Linked DNA regions of Mus musculus: regions 1, 2, 4 and 5 are each linked to region 3. A link is a contact called in public Hi-C, HiCAR-type and HiChIP or PLAC-seq data. All regions are on one chromosome and are shown on one strand. Each heading gives the region's core, a stretch centred on a gene start, on an enhancer-like site or on the middle of the called end of the contact. The rest is flanking DNA. Distances are from core to core; before and after follow the strand shown.

The links. Hi-C and Micro-C count contacts between places; a contact is called where the count stands out from the background. HiCAR-type assays count read pairs that join an accessible place to other places. HiChIP or PLAC-seq counts read pairs in DNA pulled down with a chosen protein or histone mark.
Region 1: an H3K4me3 HiChIP or PLAC-seq map of embryonic limb bud shows a contact between it and region 3, with 5 times the contacts expected there. The contact joins the enhancer-like site here to the promoter of Prrx1 in region 3. A contact is called at or near these places in 14 of 39 promoter capture datasets (the 3T3-L1 cell line, 3T3-L1-derived adipocytes, cranial neural crest and 8 more), 1 of 15 datasets of contacts at CTCF or cohesin (the NIH/3T3 cell line), 3 of 484 Hi-C or Micro-C datasets (palatal mesenchyme, uterus and ventricular fibroblasts), 6 of 115 datasets of contacts at active chromatin or transcription factors (craniofacial prominence, embryonic hindbrain, embryonic limb bud and 3 more) and 3 of 9 other capture datasets (adipose tissue, embryonic tail and embryonic trunk).
Region 2: a contact with region 3 is called in a HiCAR-type map of astrocytes, with 4 times the contacts expected there. The contact joins the promoter of Kifap3 here to the promoter of Prrx1 in region 3. A contact is called at or near these places in 1 of 15 datasets of contacts at CTCF or cohesin (the NIH/3T3 cell line), 9 of 115 datasets of contacts at active chromatin or transcription factors (the NIH/3T3 cell line, astrocytes, craniofacial prominence and 5 more) and 1 of 9 other capture datasets (adipose tissue).
Region 4: a Hi-C map of myocytes shows a contact between it and region 3, with 4 times the contacts expected there. The contact joins the enhancer-like site here to the promoter of Prrx1 in region 3. A contact is called at or near these places in 5 of 39 promoter capture datasets (the 3T3-L1 cell line, 3T3-L1-derived adipocytes, the HPC-7 cell line and 2 more), 1 of 15 datasets of contacts at CTCF or cohesin (the NIH/3T3 cell line), 4 of 484 Hi-C or Micro-C datasets (embryonic stem cells, myocytes and uterus), 9 of 115 datasets of contacts at active chromatin or transcription factors (the NIH/3T3 cell line, craniofacial prominence, embryonic fibroblasts and 3 more) and 3 of 9 other capture datasets (adipose tissue, embryonic tail and embryonic trunk).
Region 5: an H3K4me3 HiChIP or PLAC-seq map of embryonic limb bud shows a contact between it and region 3, with 6 times the contacts expected there. The contact joins the enhancer-like site here to the promoter of Prrx1 in region 3. A contact is called at or near these places in 13 of 39 promoter capture datasets (the 3T3-L1 cell line, the HPC-7 cell line, HPC-7-derived erythroid cells and 8 more), 1 of 15 datasets of contacts at CTCF or cohesin (the NIH/3T3 cell line), 1 of 484 Hi-C or Micro-C datasets (embryonic fibroblasts), 5 of 115 datasets of contacts at active chromatin or transcription factors (the NIH/3T3 cell line, craniofacial prominence, embryonic basal ganglia and 2 more) and 2 of 9 other capture datasets (adipose tissue and macrophages).

The regions. Positions count from the first base shown.
Region 1 is chr1:163,669,535-163,672,234 of GRCm38.p6, forward strand. No RefSeq gene overlaps it. Among named protein-coding and RNA genes, the nearest start is that of Gm32333, 53 kb to the left of the region's middle. Within about 2 kb of position 1,312, at least 26 of the 459 cell types and tissues checked have an H3K27ac peak or open chromatin away from gene starts, as enhancers often do. A contact at or near this core is called in embryonic limb bud and trophoblast stem cells, where this site is marked.
Region 2 is chr1:163,778,134-163,780,865 of GRCm38.p6, forward strand. Kifap3 (kinesin-associated protein 3) reads left to right here and starts at 1,450. Exons shown (of 20, transcript NM_001305643.1): 1 at 1,450-1,769. The coding sequence starts at 1,738. Gm51663 (predicted gene, 51663) reads right to left here and starts at 1,407. Exons shown (of 2, transcript NR_165475.1): 1 at 1,240-1,407.
Region 3 is chr1:163,312,243-163,314,942 of GRCm38.p6, forward strand. Prrx1 (paired related homeobox 1) reads right to left here and starts at 1,408. Exons shown (of 4, transcript NM_011127.2): 1 at 153-1,408. The coding sequence starts at 393.
Region 4 is chr1:163,690,736-163,693,435 of GRCm38.p6, forward strand. No RefSeq gene overlaps it. Among named protein-coding and RNA genes, the nearest start is that of Mettl11b, 33 kb to the right of the region's middle. Within about 2 kb of position 1,261, at least 2 of the 459 cell types and tissues checked have an H3K27ac peak or open chromatin away from gene starts, as enhancers often do. A contact at or near this core is called in myocytes, where this site is marked.
Region 5 is chr1:163,756,479-163,759,178 of GRCm38.p6, forward strand. No RefSeq gene overlaps it. Among named protein-coding and RNA genes, the nearest start is that of Gm51663, 22 kb to the right of the region's middle. Within about 2 kb of position 1,348, at least 17 of the 459 cell types and tissues checked have an H3K27ac peak or open chromatin away from gene starts, as enhancers often do. A contact at or near this core is called in embryonic limb bud, where this site is marked.

The sequences.
Region 1 (2,700 bases), core at 62-2,561, 360 kb after region 3:
TGTATATAAAGAAAATATCTAAATAAATATCTAAATAAATAAATAAATAAATAAAATGTGCTAGCAAGTATATATATACATATATATGTGTGTGTGTATATATATATATGTATATATATATATATATATATATATATAGAGAGAGAGAGAGAGAGAGAGAGAGGATTTTTCCAAAAGTGGGGGAATAAGAAATCATATCCTTAGTCCAAAAGGGAAACCAAAAGATATATACCATTAAAAATAAAAATCATTAATATAGAAGAGTCTAGAAAGAGCTTGGAAGGGCTCTGGAATTCTACAGTCTGCTGTAATCATTTGCCTGGCCAAAAACCCACCCAAGTAATTCTTTATAATATCTTGAAATAAAGAGAAAGAGAGAGATGTCCATGGGGACCAAAAACATTGAGTAATAATTTTTAAATCCATCCCCACCGTATTATTCATCTCTGCCAGGGTCAGACTTGGCCGCTGCATGGCTGGAGGTCTGGGCATGCTGGTCCCAGTTTTATTTTTACAGTAGTTATGGAGCCCTTTATATTTTCAAGGGCCCTCCTGTCACTTATTACCTGCCAGTCCAGACCACCCACCCACATTCCCACACACAATATGTCCAGACACACCCACAAACACTCAGACTCTTTCAGTCTCATGGTGGCTTGGGATAACCGAAAGGCGGTTTGCTCTGAATGATGCCTTACACACTTGGAATTCCCCTCAAATAAATCTGTTTTCCTCTCTAGGGACCAATCTAAAGGTATTACCACTAGGCAAACATTTATAGAGCACCTACTGGGTGTAAGGCACAGATGGATGTAGGGGCAAAAGGAAACTCACCGGGGGGCACAGCAATTCAAGAGGAATCTGCTGAGGAAGCTCCTTTGTTTCCTGGTAACCAGTTGTGTGTGTGTGAGTGTGTGTGTGTGTGTGTGTGTGTGTGTGTGTGTGTGTGTGTGTGTGTAAGAAAGACAGAGACTGAGAGACAGACACAGACACAGACACAGACACAGACACAAAAACAGACAAGGAAAAAGACAGACAAAGACAGAGAGACAGAAACAGATAGAGACAGACAGAGGCAGACAGACATGACACACAGAGACACACAATATAACTGTTTTCTACTTTCTGAACCCTTCAGGAGAGTGTTCACACAAATTCTAAAACAGTAAGAGGAAGGAAAACTCTTGGACTTGGATGAAACCTCGTTTCTCCACATCCCACAGACCAGTGCCTGGTGCACACAGAGGGGCTTGGCTGTTGGGGAGACTCTGGCTGTGGTGAGGCCTTCAGCCCTCCCCAGCCATCCAGGCCTCAAGCCCTTAGGATAATTTATGAGGTGTCAGGATATTCTGACCACAAGGTCGGAATAGAATGGTTTTTACACTTCAACTGCCATGAAAGAGAAACAATTTAATTCTGTTTTCCTACCACACTGTCTGTTTTCACAATGAATAGGGGATTTGGGTCGCCTGGAGATTATTTGTCTAAGCACAGACCAAGACGGCTGCTGAGATTTAAGATGTCTGATTCAGACTCCAGCTTCCTTCTGCTTCTTCCCAGATAGGGAAAGGGGCATTTGCAGTTCTTACCATAGCCAAATTGGAGTGAACCACATTTCACCCAGGCAGAGCAGCATACTAGGGCATAAACCAGATTCCTAGTGTCTCTCCATCTTCCTTTAAGGAGAGCCCAGTGCAGCAGTTTTTGGGTTATGACCCCAGGCGGGGGAGGAATGTCAAATGAACATTTTACTAGGGTTGCCTAGAACCATTGAAATACACAGATATTTACATTACAGTTCATAACTAACAAAATTATAATTATGAAGAAGCAACAAAAATAATTTTATGGTCGGGGGTCAACACAACATGAGGAACTGCAGTAAAGGGTTACAGCATCGGGAAGGTTGAGAAGCACTGGCCTAGTGAGATAGGAGTGCAAATGACCCCTGCTCCTGAGCTCAGACTAGTCCCTGCCAAGTACAGGCACTGAGGCTAAAGTAGTATTTCCCTTGGCTTGGAATTGTAGCCTCCTGGCTCCTCCTGAAGCTACAGAATAGAGACATTCCACTGAGTAGCCTGAAGCTTTGCCTGCCAGGAAAACCACTAGAGAAGTCTCTGCAGAGCAGTGTCATCAATATCTCATTGGGCTGCCGAGAAGCCAGGCAAGGTCAGCGTGCTTTCTCAGGACCCCATTAGCCTATTCCTGGGTCTGCATTGGGGAGGTCATCTGTGAGTCAGGACTTGGCAATGACTTCATTAGAGAATGCTCACCCAGGAAGCTCGCAGGGGAGAGAGGGGCCCCTGAATTCTTGTACTTGAAGTAGCAGACCTCACTGGGAAAATTTTTGTGATCTATGCAAAACTCATCTTTTGGGATTTGACTACATGGCCAGCATCAGAAAGATGAACCAGAATTCATTTTATCAAACTTTTCAACGTAAAGCTACTTTAAAAAACTGTAAGCATATATACTGATAGGCATCAGCCTTCAAGAAACAGCTAGTGTTCTTATGGGCCATGACAGTACTCCTAGATTCTTTAGCAGAGCATATGGTTCTTCATTGACATGGATCAAGGACTTTTGCTATCCTGGGTTTCCTAGGAATGTTGTCATGGCTGCCATGAACAAGCTAGGCCAGATATAGTGAGGAAGAAGCAATGAACTTTCAGGACAGTATCATCCATCAATCCACTCTTC
Region 2 (2,732 bases), core at 200-2,699, 470 kb after region 3:
GTGTGTGTGTGTGTGTGTGTGTGTGTGCGTGTGTGTGGTGTGTCACCAGACACATGTGTAAGTCAGAGGACAACTTGCAGATGTAGCTTCCTCTCCTCCCATGGTGTGGGTCCCAGAGATAGAACTCACATTCTCAGAGGTGGAGGCAGGCTTCGTTGCCAGCCTTTACAGAAGTTTTAAAGCAGTGGTTCTCAACCTTCCTAACACTATGACCCTTTAATAAGTTTCTCACGTTGTGGTGACCCCCAACCATAAAATGATTTTGGTTGCCACTTCGTAACTACTGTACTTTTGTTACTGTTATGACTCTTGATGTAAATATTCGTGTTTTCCAATGACTTTAGAGACCTTCGTGAAAGGGTCCTTCCACCCACAGAGAGGTCATGACTCACAAGTTGAGAACCACTGCTTTAAAGTAGTGTGCCTTGCTTTTATTGTTAAAGATGTTGTGAACGATAATTTGTGCATTTTTTGCCTTGGTTTGAATAATCAATATTTGAAATAGAAAGTCCAGTTAGGAAGAATCCCATGTGTGAACCGATTAGACTAATCATCAGAGTGTGGATGGAGAGAAAAAGCTGCAGATAATGACTACCTTAACGATAAGACAGAACTTTGTGACAGTTTGTTAAGAAGACTTTGATAAATATGGAGAATGTAGTTTGCCTGGAATTCCTTATTGATAAATTGAAAGAATAGTTACAACTTTATCAGAAATAAATTTAATTGGTGTGAGTTGGTAGGGGCATAAAACATCTCTTTAATGTCTCTCTGCATGACATTTTATGCATAAAAATCTATCACTATTAACTCTTTTGAAGGAATGGCTAACAATGTGATACCAGAAGACGGTGATGGACAGGTTAAAGGATCTCAAAGCAGAGCAGACAGCTTGCTTTGGCTAAAAAGCGGCTCTTTTCTCTCTCCAAATTGTCAGCAATTATTTGCCTTAGAAGAAACAATTTCTCAAGAATCTTGAGTTAAAGTTAATCAGTGGACGATTTGGAAGTTCAGAAGTTGGCTTGTTATAATGGAAGGGAGTGTTTTCTACTTTGGGATTTTAAATGCCACTTTCAAAGTTGATCCAATCCACATCACAGACTATTTCCACCAGCTAGAATTCAGTGCAATCAATGCAGAACCTTTTACATGTTCCAAAATAGAAGCTCCACCAAAGAAGTTGTTGTCAAAGGCTAGTCTGATCACCATCATTAGTTAGCTAGAAGGTTCACTGGTTACCTTGTCTCCTTTCACGCTAAGGACTTTACGTTCCAATTTTGCAGCTTGCAATGCTTCTTCCTTTCCCATCCTCCAGGGGGCAGTGACCAGGAATATGCCTCTAAATCACAGGCTCCCAGATCAGTACCAAACCCTTCCTGCGCTGTTCCTGGGAGCGTCAGATTTGTCGCAGGAGCCTCACCCTGAGCCTGCGCAGACTGTAGCTGTCGCGTGAGCGCATGCGCCTTGCGGAGAGTTCGGCCCTGACGGCTCTGGGCGGGTCTGGGCTGCTCCAGTGTTTTGGGGCCCAGGAGCAGTGGGAGGAGCCGGCGGGTTCACCGTGGTAACCGCTGCGCCGCCGCCGCCGCCACCGCCACCGCCACCGCCGCCCCGCCTTGCAGGCCTTGGGACTGTCACCGCTCTGCTTTGAGGGTACTTTGGCCGGGTCTCCGGAAGTAGCCCTCCCAGATTCTCAGACACTCCCATTCTCCCCACGCCGCTGCCGCCGCCGCCGCCGCCATGCAAGGCGAGGACGCCAGATACCTCAAAAGGTGATGACCCGGGCTCCGCCCTGAGCAGGTCCTTAGGTGTTTCCCGGCTGACCATGGGATGTCCAGGGGCAGAGCTAGACACGAGAAGGGGTGGGACGCAGGGAAGGAAAGAAAGAGGAGAAAATGATGGGGTGGAATAAAGGATGGGCCCTGCGGGGGCGCGAGGTCCTCTTTGGCTTGGAGGTGTCCTGACAGCATCTGATGATGTCCTTGCTACATTAATCTATAACCTCATTAAGAGGCAGGTTAGGCGAGATAAATCCCATATTTCCTAGGTTTTGTTTTTTGTTCTGCCCCACTCTCCTGGATTCCTCAATAGATAAATCCCATGGAAGCTTGGAAATGAATTCTGTCACATCACCAATTTGTGTTCAGTTTGAGATTCATAAATCATGGTGGGGTGTGTGGAATAAAGACGGACGTGGTGGTTTTTGCTTTATGCAAGACTGGATTGAGATGTTCAGTCAGCTGGTCTTGGTCCACTTTACTCACTTGACGGTCACATACACTGTATAATTTCTGTAGGAAGTTCATTATTATTAAGACCTTGGCATGCGAAAGCCTACTATTTTTTTTTTTTACATATGTATGATATCAGCTACACCAAGAAAAAGGAAATTTTGTGAGATTCCTTAATGTCTGTAGAAAAATAAGACCACCCATGGTTAGAAAAATATACCTCTCACTGAACCAACTGTGAGGGAGCAGTGAATAAATCTTTTAAAATGCTAATGTAGAGTCTCTATTTTTCGTTAAAGCTCTGTTGCTAATCCACTGCAAAGAGCACATAGATTTGGTTTTTTGGACATAATTACTTCATTTGAAAATGAGAGATAATACTTTCTGAAGGACATAAGGACAAAGTATGAAAATACTTTTGAGAGAAAAACCATGCATGTTAGGTGGTGACATTAAGTCCTAATAAAATTTGTTAAGTGTATTTTCCCTTACTTGATAGGGTTC
Region 3 (2,700 bases), core at 158-2,657:
CGATCAGCAACCAGCCACTTTTCCCAGGACTCCTAACTTCTTAACGCCTTGTCTCCCCGAAACCGAAGCCTGGAACACGCTCCCGCCGCCCTCCCCGGGCCTCCACCCTGTGTCCCCAGCGCACACTCCCCGGAGCACGCGCCCTCACTCACTGTCCTGCTGAGGGGTGTCGCTGCCACTGGTCAGTCCCGGTGACTCCAGCAGGCTCCGGCCCGCCTCGCCCACACTTTCGTCTGCTTGTGCCGCCACCATGTCCCCGGCCTCCTCCAGGTCTAGCAGGTGACTGACGGAGAAGTTCTTTTTCGCCTGCAGGGTGTCGAGGTTGCCCGGGCTGTCCAAGCGGCCGCCCAGCGCCGGTTGCCGCTCCAGAACGTGCCCGTAGCTGGAGGTCATGGTCTCCCCTCCAATCCCACCCACCCCCCTCTTCCCGCTCGAATCAACACCAAACGCTGTGGGCGTGAGGGGGGAGAGGAGCCGAGTGGGGAAGAAAGAGGGGGGAGTGGAGAGAGAGAGAGAGAGAGAGAGAGAGAGAGAGAGAGAGAGAGAAACAGAGGGTGGGACCCCTTCTGAAGTGTAGAACTTTCGGGACAAGTAACTTTCCCTGCAGCCTCGGTTACTTCGCTAAAGCCAAGTCCAGCGCGGTCCAGAGAGATAATCCACACCAAAAAGTTCAAAAATAAAAACAAAACAAACAACCTATGCTTAGATCAAAAAGAAAAAAAATATCCCTTTCAACTCTTAAAAAGCGTCCACTCGCAGACACTAAAAATAATAATAAGGGGGAGCGAGGAAAGGGGAGGCCAGCGGGGCGGGGGAGTTAGGCAAACAGAAGAGAGAAGAAGGGGTGGAGAGAAGAATCAAAGTGGCTTTAAAAAAATTAGAGAAAGAGGTTAAAAAAAGTTATTCCCCCGGCAAGAGTTCAAGCGCCAACAGAAGAAGGCTTGTTCCAGCTTTAAAATGTCTTCAAGAAAGCGCGTTCCCCCTCTCTGCACTCCTGTGGATTCTCGGGAGTGACTAGAATTTCAGGAGAGTGATGTCTTGCAGATGTATTAGAGAGCAGGATTCTCACTTTACTCTTCGTAAGGAGGAAAAAAAAATAAGAAATAAAGAAGCGGGGCTTCAAGAGTCTGCAGAAGGGTGGCGGTCCCCCTTCCCTCCGCTCTCTCCCCCTTCTCCGTGCGGAGCTCCTTTTCCCTTCTCAGTTGGATCAAGAAGCTCTCTGGCACTTCAAAAGGCACAGGCTGGCATGGAGAGGAGGCTTTGTAGGGAATACAAGAAAATTGGAGACCCCTGGGAGGGCAGATCTCCACTTAATAGGAGCCTGTAATTACGTGGCAAAGCCTTTGTGCGGCGCCTGACGTTTTACAGACCCCCTTTCTCCATCACAATCTCCTACCTCCTTTTCCTCGGACCGAAAAAACAGTCTGATTAAGAAAACCCCTTTGCCAACATCAGAGCCAGAGAGAAAGGGAGAGGGAGGGAGCAAGAGAGGAGGAGGGAGGGAGGAAGGAGGGAGGGAGGGAAAAGGGAGGGAAGCTAAGGAGAGAGCCCCTTTGGATTTTTAAAATAAAGGTCTAATTATCATTCCCTTGCAGTAGTATCACAGAGAGAAAAGTGCCCGAAACCCGCAGTCACTTTAAAACGGGGCTGATTATTTTGTTTCAGCATTAACTCCTCCGGATTTGTTTGAGATCCTCTTGGAATATCTCATTTGCATGTTTTGATAACAGCTGAGGGCAAACTTGTTAGGAAAAGAAAAAAGAAAAAGGAACAGGGAAAAGATGCACATCTATAACAGTCAAATCTGCGGCTGCACCGCCCCCCAGTAACTTTTCCTGCAGCTTTGTTTTGGCGGAGAGCGCAGGGAGAGTCTGAGACTGAACGGCAAAAAAGAGCAAGCCTATTAAAGCTCGTTTGGCTCTGTAGAGACAGCCTATTAAATAATGTAATAAAATAACAAGAGCGATAATAACGGGAGGCTCTCTACGATCTAAAGACGGCTTGGGCAGATCCAGAAGTCTTCAGCTTCGAATGGATTCGAGACTTTCGCTGCCACCAGAAATCCCCAGGCTTCAGACAGTAGAAAATTTACATATTCATTAAACCAGAAGAAAGTCCGTCCTGATAATTCCCCTACCTTTGCCAATGTTCTAATTTCTTGCTCGTAGCCGAGGCTGCCCCAGATCAGAGCAGACAGGAACACTGGGGCTGAAGAAGTTGGGGGGAGCAGGAGGAGCTGGGGGTGGGGTGGGCTCTGTGCTAATCTGTATCCAGTTCGGTGAGGCCCTGGCAAACACAGAGACTGAGGAAGGTCGAAGTCTATGACCAGGCTTGACAGAGGGCAGAGCGGTGCTGGACGGTGTTTTCATGACCTGTTGGAATCTGGTAACAGCTTTAATAGTCTCATTAGGAATGAGTTACTATATGGCCAGTAAGTAAAATAGTATGTGCTTATTTGTGGCGTTTTATGTTCTTTAAACACACACATACATACGTTTCCCCTCGCTCCCCTGATTGCTAGATTTCCCCTTCTCCTGTAGCTATGAGATTGAATTGAAAAGAAGGAAGGGTCCCAGTGTGTATAAATGGTTTCTGTGCTCCAAACGGCCATAGTTAGCCCAGAACTTCCAGCCCTGATCTGGGAAAAGAACATTTGATGCCATCAAAGGGCTGTAGATTGAAACCAGATGTGCGCGCCTC
Region 4 (2,700 bases), core at 11-2,510, 380 kb after region 3:
ACATTCATTTCATGCACCATGAATTTCATGCTAAATCCATCAGATTCGAGTGTTACTTAAGTCTGTCTTGCCCCTTATGTTCCCAGTACCAAACACAATGCTTGGACTATATCAGCGAGCAGATGAACACTTGTAAGGTTAACACACTAAAGGAGCGTTTGAGCGAATGCATCACATCCTTCTTGCCGTGAGAATTTGCCTTCTCCTGTGCTTCTCTATTGGAGGGGTCCTGAGCATCATTGTCTGAATGGAAAATAATCATCAGCCTCGGATAGTACAGAGCTCACTATGAAAAACAGGCTGGCCTTGAACTTCCTACAATCCTCCTGACTCTGACCCCAGCATAGTGCTCATTATGTAAAAGGGGCTGGTCTTGAACTTGCTACAGTCCTCTGACTCTGCCCTCTTGCCCTCATGATCCTGATATCACAGGTTTGTGCCACCACACTTGGCTAAATACAGCTCTTTGAACAAGTTCCATACTAGAAGGAGAAATAGTTTAGAAGATTGCTTCCAAGGAGCAAAAAGGTAGGCTAAGACACAGGGTTAATATTTAAATCAGGAAAACATGAGTACATGAAGATTAATTTTTTTAAATCTGCCTACTCTGTACAGTCGTTTCCAGAACACATAAACAATGAAGATGGTCTCAGTAGGCTATATTTGTGTATGTTACTCATACATATATATGTAACACTAATAATCAAAGAAACGGAAGCTATCAATTTGAGGGTGGGGAGACATGGAAAGGGTTGGTGGGATGAGTCTTAGGCAGGGTAGGAGGAAGGAAATGGAAAGGGGAAATTGATGTAATTATATATTAATTAAAATATATAAACAAAATATAAAAGAATCTGCCCAGGTAACAAATTCTAAGATAGATAGATAGATAGATAGATAGATAGATAGATAGATAGATAGATAGATAGATAACTAGTCCTAAATTCCAAAGGAAAGTACACTGTTTAGGCACTTTACTTGTGTCCTGAGCCATCTGATCTCCCCTTTCTTTCTGATCATCATGGTGTTGCATTTGAAAAGTGAGAGAGTGCTTTAATCGTTGCATAGTAAGCTGCATACCAGGGCTTACTCCAAAAGTGTTCATCTCTTCCTAGCCAAGAGTCTAATATCTTATGCTACATATCTTGGTATCCTAGCTCTTAAGCAGTTTTCTGTGGCCAACCCTTGAGGCGTCAGGCACACATACCAGAAAGGGCTGGAGTTCCTTACTAATCTCTGTCCATGATGTGTTCTTGGATTAGCAACCACAGAAATGTAATCCCTATGGTGAGGAATAAAGAAGCTGGCCTGTATAAAGATGAGCCAAAGAAGTTCTGCATTTCTGAGAACAGCTGTCCTGACGTCTCATCTCTCCCAGGCATCCTGTGATGAATCAGGGAAGATATTCCTACATTCCTAGTGCCAATAAATCATCCTTCACTCCAGGTTGTCTGAAGGCTTTCTTCTATCACAACTTGACATTTCTGCCCATATTCCGCATCAGGAGAGCACTCTCCTGGAATACAAAAGGAAAAAGGACTTAGGTTTTTGAATTACAAAATTTGGATTCTTTTCCCAGAGTGAAAATTATAGGGTCTAAGAAAGGTCCAATCTATAACAATATGAACTAACCAATACCCCCAGAGCTCGTGTCTCTGGCTGCATATGTAGCAGAAGATGGCCTAGTCGGCCATCATTGGGAAGATGGTATTGCAAACTTCATATGCTCCAGTACAGGGGAAGGCCAGGGCCAAGAAGTGGGAGTGGGTGTTTAGGGAAGCAGGGCGGGGGGGAGGGTATAGAGAACTTTTGGGATAGCATTTGAAATGTAAATAAAGAAAATATCTAATAAAAAATATACATGCAGGCTGAAAAAAAATAAAATCTATTTTCACTTCAAAAAAAAAGATCCAATCTGTCACAATTTATCTTGTCTTCCTATTATTCTCAATCGTGTATGTTTAGAACTCCATATTATAAGGTTTGATTATAAAGATCAAAGAGAAAGAGCCATCTAGACAAAAATGTGGGCATATGAAGGAAGATTCTGAGACAGTATCAAACTTTAGAGAACTAGTGAGCATAAAGGTCACTTTTTTCCAAGGGAGTCTGGTTAGAGTGAATTTACATTAGCATAAAAGGTCAGAGAATTTCCTTTGAGTCATCCACCACCTCTGGATCCATCTCTTTCTATCTCTTCTTCCAAGTATATCTCTGAGTCTTGAGAGGGGATGTTATTAGACGCGTTCTCACGACCGGCCAGGAAGAACACCACAGACCAGAATCTTCTGCGGCAAAGCTTTATTCTTACATCTTCAGGAACAGAGTGCAAGAAGCAAGAGAGAGCAAGAAGCAAGAGAGAGAGAAAAGCAAGAGAGAGAAAAAACGAAACCCCGTCCCTCTTAAGGAGCATTCTCCTTCGCCTCGGACGTGTCACTCCCTGATTGGCTGCAGCCCATCGGCCGAGTTGACGTCACGGGGAAGGCAGAGCACAAGTAGTCATAAGATACCCTTGGCACATGCGCAGATTATTTGTTTACCACTTAGAACACAGCTGTCAGCGCCATCTTGTAACGGCGAATGTGGGCGCGGCTCCCAACAAGGGGATGTTTGATAAAGATACCTATTTAAGTCTACATGCCACTGAAGTAGCTTACTCTCTGAACATTGCGAGCTGTGGATTTCTGTGTTAATTCTCAT
Region 5 (2,700 bases), core at 98-2,597, 440 kb after region 3:
GCAAGTTGATTGCTACATCTAGTCACCACCTAATTGTGGGGACAAAAGCCCCTCCTGATACCAAAGAACCCAAAAAGCACAAAACCCAGGCCAAAAAGCATAATTGCCATACCAAGTGTTATCTATAAGTGTGTATGATGAAAAATAGGAAAGAATTGGAAGGTCATGTCAATCTGACCCAGGTCTTGAACATCTGATTAAGCTGTTTAAATTCAAATATATGTATTAGATGTACTTCTGTCTTCAAATAGCTTATATGCATCTTTATGCATCTATATCGATATAAACAGTATAGATAAAGCTACTAGGGTTTTTGCCACCCCCACCCACCCTTGTTTTTCGATTTTATGTTAGAGGCCACAGTACCACCAATCCATTTTTGGATAGCTGTTACATTACTGGGTGAACTGTAGCCCAAAGTATTACACTTACAGAAATTTATGAAGTTTTCTAGGTCTAATTATATTACACTGGATATGGTAATTTACCAATTCATGCTTTCCTCATGGGTTGAAATAATAAATCTGCCTCCAAAGCTGTAGTTATTATATTGAGGTATCAGTTTTCTGACTTTCGGGTTCTGGCCTAGTAACTTAATTTTGAACATATATTTAAAACAGACATGGTTTTAAATCACATCCCATTAATGGGCTCTGTTTTAAATAAGTTTCTTAATATAAGTAATACTACTTTGTGCTTGATTTGTTCAAAAGCTATTTAAAAGCTCTTGAACCTCAAATGTGTGACTGCTTCAATGTCACTACCATTTATGGCAATATATGTAAGGGGGCTGAAGTATTTCAACTTATTTTTTTCCTTTTTTTTCTAATTCCCCAAAGAGACATAATTGTGCTTCTTTAACACAAACTGACATTTTTTATACAAGATTATTTAACTTTGTTTAAAAAGTTACGTAAAGCAATCAAACATGAGCATTAATTAGAAGCACATGTGAGGTGCCATGCATTCTAGAAATAAAGGTAAAGCAGTACTCCAGTAAATATGCGGCTGGCTGTGCACACACGAAATCAGAGAGCACAAGAGGGTACGATGGATATGCGATCATTTAGGCCTAGGTGTGTCTGTCTATGCTGTGACAGGCTGGTTTCCACTATGCTCCCAGCAGCCTAGAGAAGCCGTCTCTTGCACACAGCAAGACACATGCCAGGATATTAACACTCTACATTTCCAAGAGCCTCTGTTCACACCAGCTCCAGAGTAAACACCGTGAAAGAAGGAGACTTGAGCCATTAAAAAAGTGCACAAGCAACAAGGCAAGAGAGTTCCAAGCATCATAAAAATGGCAAGTGTTTCAAAAACAACTGCCCGTTTGTTCTGAAAGTGTCCACAGAGCAGGAGGGTAAATAAGACTCAGTACCTGTTAGGTTTATAGGCAAATAACCATTATCTACAATGTGTAAGTGAGTGAAGAGTAATTTTATGCAAACCACGATAAGTAAACTTGAGAAGTATAAACTAAGTCTTCACAGTGTGAGCAGGAAGTGAAAGAGAGGGAAAAGAGGAAATGGGATTTTCTGGGTGGCATATCACCAATGTGGGAACCACGGGCCAGCAAAGCCTGGAACAGGATTTTATAAAGGGACTGGCTTGCGGAAGAATTTCTTAGGTTGTGTGGTAAATCTGACTCTTGATAACAACTCTGCTCTCCAAAATCTAATTACTAATAGGTCATCTAGAGGATAGTATGGAAACACACAGCATTCTTTTTCCATAAGGAGCACTGACTTTAAATTCATTGGGAGTTTTTACTGAAGTAAATTAAAAAAGAATAATGCATCCATCTCAGTGAGTCATAACCATCAGCCGAGAATTCCAACGAAAGCAGCTCAGGACTTTAGGAACTTGTGTCTCCAAGAATAGCTAACGCCTAGTCAGAAAAGATGTTTCAAAAATAGGTCGTTTGGCTTTGACCAAGTTGAAAATATCTTTAAATCCTGAAGATTATAAATAGGTAAATTAGGACAAAATTTTGCAGGGTTAAAATTCTTCAATATTTTGTTTACATTTTCTTTGTTTTGGGGATGTGCGATGTGTATGAATGGGGTGGACATGCCATGGCACACACATGATGGTCAGATGATAACTTGCAGGAATTGGTTCTCTGCTTCCACCATGTGGAATCTGGGGATCAAACTCAGGGCGACAGTCTTGGCAGCAAGCTCCTTCACCTGCTGAGCCCTCCTGCCAGCCCTCACACTTTGTTTACTTTGTACCCCATGTGGTTTTCTGAGAGGTACTGAAAGGTATAAAAGAAAATACTTAAAGAACTATATAAAATTCCTCTGTGGTTTCATTAAATTAAAGGCATCAATTTAATTTTAACAGGAACTATTTTGATGAGGAAGGTGTCACAGAATTTGACATGTTACACTTTTGTTTGAAAACCATATGGTCTTAAAAATTAGAAAAGAGTGTTCATACAGCAGGACTTGGATACATTGTGGTGAAATGTGAAGCTGATTTTGCTTAAATGTTTTTTTTTTTTTAATTAACAGTTTCAGTGACTTCACATTATAGAGTAGAGTACAATATTGGCAGGTTTGTAGAGGCTTGGCAATCAGAAATAACTAGTGTCTCTATGAACCCTGGAGAGTAAGAACTTAAAGAGAGAGAGAGAAAAAAAAAAGAGAGGGTGAGCAAAAAAAAAAAAATAGCATAACTGTTGTACCTCAGTCAGTC